2 separate regions of the Macaca mulatta genome follow, and region 1 is linked to region 2. A link is a contact called in public Hi-C data. All regions are on one chromosome and are shown on one strand. The core of a region is the stretch at or near the end of the contact, and the rest is flanking DNA. Distances in the headings are between cores, read along the strand shown.

Region 1 (2,700 bases), core at 86-2,585, 660 kb before region 2:
TATATATGACACATACATGTTAACAAACTTCTTTGTTTTCTTGTTAATCTGTCTGGTTACAGGCACCCAGGCCAAAACTTTGAAAGGTAGAAAATTATTTTTCCTTCCTTACAATATTACTCACTCAGAATTGTTGTAGGATTAAATAAGGCATTTCAAAATACTGCACAGTCCTCAAATGTTACGCTATCGTAATTAGAACAAGAAAACAAAACAAACAAAAAAAACGTGTTCCTAGGTCAAACTGCACAGTAAAATCTGGAAATTGGAAACTAAGCCGTGTTTGCACTCACTGGCCTACGCTCTCTTCATCCTACCAATCCCCCTACCCCCAGAAAGTCTCGGATTGACTCTCCAGGAACCAGGGCAGTTCATGAGCCATCTCAACAGATGCATTCGGAAGAAGTCATAGATGACTCTGCAAACTCACAATCGGCATCGATTTTTAGTACCAGTAACTGTCAAAGCCCCACTGTCGTCAACCGCTGCCCACTTGACACCTAACGGCACTTCCGGAACATTCCACAAGATGGCGCCCTTGCTTTCCAATCATCGGGCTACCGGCGGAGGACGCCTTGCCGAGGCGTCGACCTCGTTCTCCAAGGTTCAGGGGCTGACCTCAGACAGAGGCTCGCTCTAGGGGGATGGGCGGGGGCCAGCGCTGGCACTGTTGGCCGATCGGCCCGGGATCCCAGCGTGCGGGCCCGAGTCTGCCCCAGCGCGATGCGGCGATGGGCTCGAATGCCCGGCTCCCCGAATTCCGGCCTTTCACCCGCACGGCCTCTTGGCACTGCCCCAGCTAGACACCAGCGAGCGCGTCACGCGCGGGGCTTTGTCACACGGCCGGAGGAGGCCTCGCGTGCCCGTGCGGCGGGCTCCGGGCACCCTGATACCTTGACACAAGAGGCGCCGGGTCGTGGGGCGGCGGGGAAGGGCTGTGCGGGGGAGGGACTGCGTCTACACCCGCGCCCAACTCGCTCCGGTCACGGCACTGCCCTGACACCAGGCGGCTGGGGCGGGGGTGGGGCCAGGCATCGGCCCTCGGGATTCTGTTTTCTAAACTGAGGCTCAGAGCCTTCGAAGAACGTGGCAGCAGGGCCCACAGACGGCCCTGAAGGCCTTCCCGTGGCTGCGAGAGTTCTCGGCGGCCGGCGTTCGAGGCGCGCGGCTCCGCTCCGAAGCGAGACCTAGGTGGCGGGACAGGACCTGCTTCCCGGCCAAGCGCGCTCGGCAGGCCGTGGGGCGGGGCGTCGGCCGTGTCGCGGTGTCGCGTATCGAGTCTCCGCCCCCTTCCCGCCGCCCAGTATATAAGACTTCGCCGAGCCTTCTCACTCGCACAAGTGGACCGGGGTGTAAGGTGCGCGTTGGCACCGGAGGCAGGGGTGCGAGGGCCACGGCCGACTCGGACGGGTGACCGCGCCTAGGGGGTGGCAGTGGGCAGTGCGGGGCGGCAAGGCTATCATGGAGCTTTTGCGGACTATCACCTACCAGCCAGCCGCCAGCACCAAAATGTGCGAGCAGGCGCTGGGCAAGGGTTGCGGAGGGGACTCGAAGAAGAAGCGGCCGCCGCAGCCCCCCGAGGAATCGCAGCCACCTCAGTCCCAGGCGCAGGTGCCCCCGGCGGCCCCGCACCACCATCACCACCATTCGCACTCGGGGCCCGAGATCTCGCGGATTATCGTCGACCCCACGACGGGGAAGCGCTACTGCCGGGGCAAAGTGCTGGGAAAGGTGACAAGCGGAGGGCGCCGGGCTGCCGGGCGGGCGGGCGGGAGGTCTGTCCGGGCGACCCCAAGCCGGGCAGGCCCGCGGGGTCCCGCGCCCGCCGCTTCCAGGTTTTTCGGGGGTCAGATCCCAGCGCGAGGTGGGCTCCTCACCTGCTGCCTGGCTTTTGTGCACCGGCAGCGCTGGGGATCGGCTTTGCCTGCCTTAGCCTCACAACTGTGTGCCACCCCGCAGCCCAGAGAAATGCATCTTGAGTCTGGAAGCGAGGGCTTTCTGTATCAGACCTCTCTCCCTCCATCTGCTCCGAGGGAATTTTCCTAACAAGTCTCATCAGACATTATTTTTCATGTCTCCCCGCTCCAACTCCCTCCATAAAGCTCCCCTTTATATTATAGGAAAAAAACTGTTTGAAGTTGCTGTTTCCAGCAATGCGTTTCTCTTCATGGGGAGCTTTAACGAAGTCGAATGCCTTCCTCTGACCACCCTTCTCCATTCCTCAATTTTTTTTTTTTTTTGCTTTTCTTTCTTCCCATTTATTTATTTATTTTAAATATCTGCCGTCCATTTTTGTGCCATACTCAATTCCGTCTCGGCTTTGTTTCTTTTCAGGGTGGCTTTGCAAAATGTTACGAGATGACAGATTTGACAAATAACAAAGTCTACGCCGCAAAAATTATTCCTCACAGCAGAGTAGCTAAACCTCATCAAAGGGAAAAGGTGTGTATGACTCTTGAGTAAAGTATTTTCTTTGTGTGCAGGGATGGCCCTTCCCTGTTAGGAAAATGTCTTCTGCATGTGTAATCACTGGCTTTTCCGAGGTGACTGGAGGCTAATAAGCCTTGCCTTGCTTTTTCATTTAGATTGACAAAGAAATAGAGCTTCACAGAATTCTTCATCATAAGCATGTAGTGCAGTTTTACCACTACTTTGAGGACAAAGAAAACATTTACATTCTCTTGGAATACTGCAGTAGAA
Region 2 (2,700 bases), core at 67-2,566:
ATGAGGTCATTATGGTAGGTCCTATCCAAGGTGACTGTGTTTTTATAGAAAGTAGAAATTTTCACACAGAGACAGACATGCACAGAGGGAAGACCGTGTGAAGACACAAAGGGAGAAGATGGTAATAGGACTGGAGTGATGCATCTGCAGGCCAGGGGATGTCAGGATTGCGGCAAACACCAAGAGGCAGCAGAAGCCAGGAAGGATTCTCCCTAGAGCTATCAGAGAGACCTTTGCCCTGCTTGCACCTTGATTTCAGACTTCCAGCCTCTAGAACTGTAAGAAAATGAATTATCTGTTGTTTGAAGCCATTCGGGTTTTGGTACGCTGTACGGGAGTCTTAAGAGGCCAGTATACTTGCTAAGATGCAACTGCCCTGACTGAGCAGCCTTAACTTCTCAGAGTGGGTTCTGACTTCAAAATGGACCTTAGAGAAAATGATGTCCAACCCTTTTACTTTACAAATAAGAGAAATGAGACATAAGAGAGCCTTGCTTACAGTCACACAACTGGTAACCAAGATCAAACGGCTAAGTCCCCAGAAAGCTTTCTGTCAGCCCTACATTGACAAGAAGTCAGGGACACGATTCTCAACCTAGCTAAGCACATTGCACAACACTCTGCCACCCACCTAGCATATTATCCACGTTACAGTATTCTCCAGAATAGATGATGAGTGGCATCCTTTGCTGAACTCTCACATCTCTGTAGTACCAGCAGCTTTTAGAGGGGGCTCTCAGCTAAAGGAAACAGCTCAGAAATAAAAATTTGCCTCTGTTCTTTCTTAGTGCTAAAGAAAATGTCTAATTACCCTGAGAAAGACCAACACTAACTCTCTAGGACAAAGTGTTTTACTTCCTTGTGAACTGGCCGTAAAAAGAGTTCCCCAAATAATGCTCATTGATTGAAGATTGACTGCCTCACATATCCTGAAGAAATGATAAGAAACTACACAGTCAGCAGTTAAAAGTATTAGAGAGAGTGAGAGGGTGGACAAGTGCTACCCAGAAGTAAATCGATTTCCTATAGCACTATGATCTTTCTTATCTAGAGGAAGCTTTTGTTTTCTTGTCAATCAATCCCAGCAGATCTTCTGAGGGCTGACCACACCCTGGACTGGGGAATGCTCAGGAAGGAATAGGGGGAGGAAGAAGGGAGAGGCGATTTCCTGATGGATCAGTTGCTGGCAAGTGTCTGGACCCTGGGAAAGTCGTGGTGTAGGAATTCGTCTCCTTGGAGAGCAACCAGAGGAGCAGGAACAATGCTGGGAACTGCTGATGGTGACTCTCAGGTCACGCCTTGCACAGTGCAGTCCATGGCACCAGGCTAGGCCACAGCACCTCCCAAACCCTGGGCCGCGCAGTGTTGACTCCCCTCCTTCAGTCCAGCTGCCAACATGGAGTGCCGTTCTCCTGGCTTGTTCTCTTTAAGGGAGACAACTAGCTTCACACAAGATTAATGCATTGGGATAACCAAAAAGGCGAAGTCCAAGTAAGACTTTCCTTTAGCTCCCATTAGTCCCAAAAGGAGACCACCACTTTCTTGGCTCTTGACTGATTGTTCTCCCAAGGGAAAGGCATGTTTTGACTATCAAAGTGATCCCTTTATGTACAGTTTCTAATTTGTCTGTAGAAAAAATGAGTACTTTGGATGGCATCTCTCCTCATGAAGCAACTCAAAAATTATATAACAGTGAATTAAAGGGCCATGTTTCCCTGCCTCAGTGTCCCCATGCCCTTTGAAGACAGTGTGCTGAGGAGGCACAGAGAGACCTTCTGCCTTGGCCAGAGCACCAGTGAAAGTAACACTCATTTAATGGAGGCTAAAATAGCCTATTTCTACATCAGTTTTTCTCCTATTTGGAAAAGTTTCTTCTCTCACTATCAAAAGTAAGCTATCTGTTAAGAAGTATTTAACCGTTGTAAGAGTTTCCTCCAGCTAAATCAATGCAGAGAAATGCCAAGACAAACCAAGATAAATCCATTTAAAATGCCTTATTGAAAACCAGATTTTCTACTTCTTCAGAGACTAACTGGAAAGTAACCATTAAGATAATTTACTTGCCTTATTTTCTCTTTCATTCATATATGAACAGGACACCTAGCTCTTCCTGAGCGTTGTAGAAGCCTCCATGGCCTTCAAATCTGGTGCACTGGTGACCTCTAGAGGACAGAATCTCATTACAGACTCAATATTAAGGTTAAAGAATCCATTGCTCTGGGGAAAATGTGAATGCATTGTCAATATTACAGCTGCAAAATAGCTTTTGGCTCTCACAGTCACAAGAGGCTTCAAGAAATTCTCTTCCTCCAGGTAAAATCTCCAAGGTGTCAAATGATCCATTTTCCTGTAAATGAGAGAAGTTTGTTGTTGATGGAAATCTTTTAAAAGATGGATTTTTCCCCCCAAGATGTAGCCCGCTTTTTGACAGATTCCCAACTGAATCTGAAACAGTAGATTCCCAACTGAATCTGAAACGTCAGAGGTTCGCTGAAGTGCATGTCTTTAGCCATCTTTTGCCTATTGCCCACCCCTCAGTGTCCTGCCCAATTTTCAACACAAGTATTTGAGAATATCAGAAAAAGGATTCAAATAATTATTCTGGAACCCCTCTACATTGTCAGAGCTTTGTATTTCCTGATGTCAGTAAAGTAGCTTGCCATTCTTCACTACATTTTCCTTCACCAGCAGAGCTTTCAA

What was found. A called contact is a pair of places that touch in the nucleus more often than the background predicts.
Region 1: a Hi-C map of liver shows a contact between it and region 2, with 15 times the contacts expected there. The contact joins the promoter of PLK2 here to the enhancer-like site in region 2. A contact is called at or near these places in 8 of 14 Hi-C or Micro-C datasets (CD4 T cells, blood, cortical neurons and 5 more).

What each region holds. Positions count from the first base shown.
Region 1 is chr6:66,287,358-66,290,057 of T2T-MMU8v2.0, reverse strand. It overlaps PLK2 (polo like kinase 2), which reads left to right and starts at 1,335. Exons shown (of 14, transcript XM_015140018.3): 1 at 1,335-1,731; 2 at 2,335-2,442; 3 at 2,586-2,700. The coding sequence starts at 1,462.
Region 2 is chr6:65,629,862-65,632,561 of T2T-MMU8v2.0, reverse strand. No RefSeq gene overlaps it. Among named protein-coding and RNA genes, the nearest start is that of ACTBL2, 310 kb to the right of the region's middle. Within about 2 kb of position 1,316, at least 6 of the 40 cell types and tissues checked have an H3K27ac peak or open chromatin away from gene starts, as enhancers often do.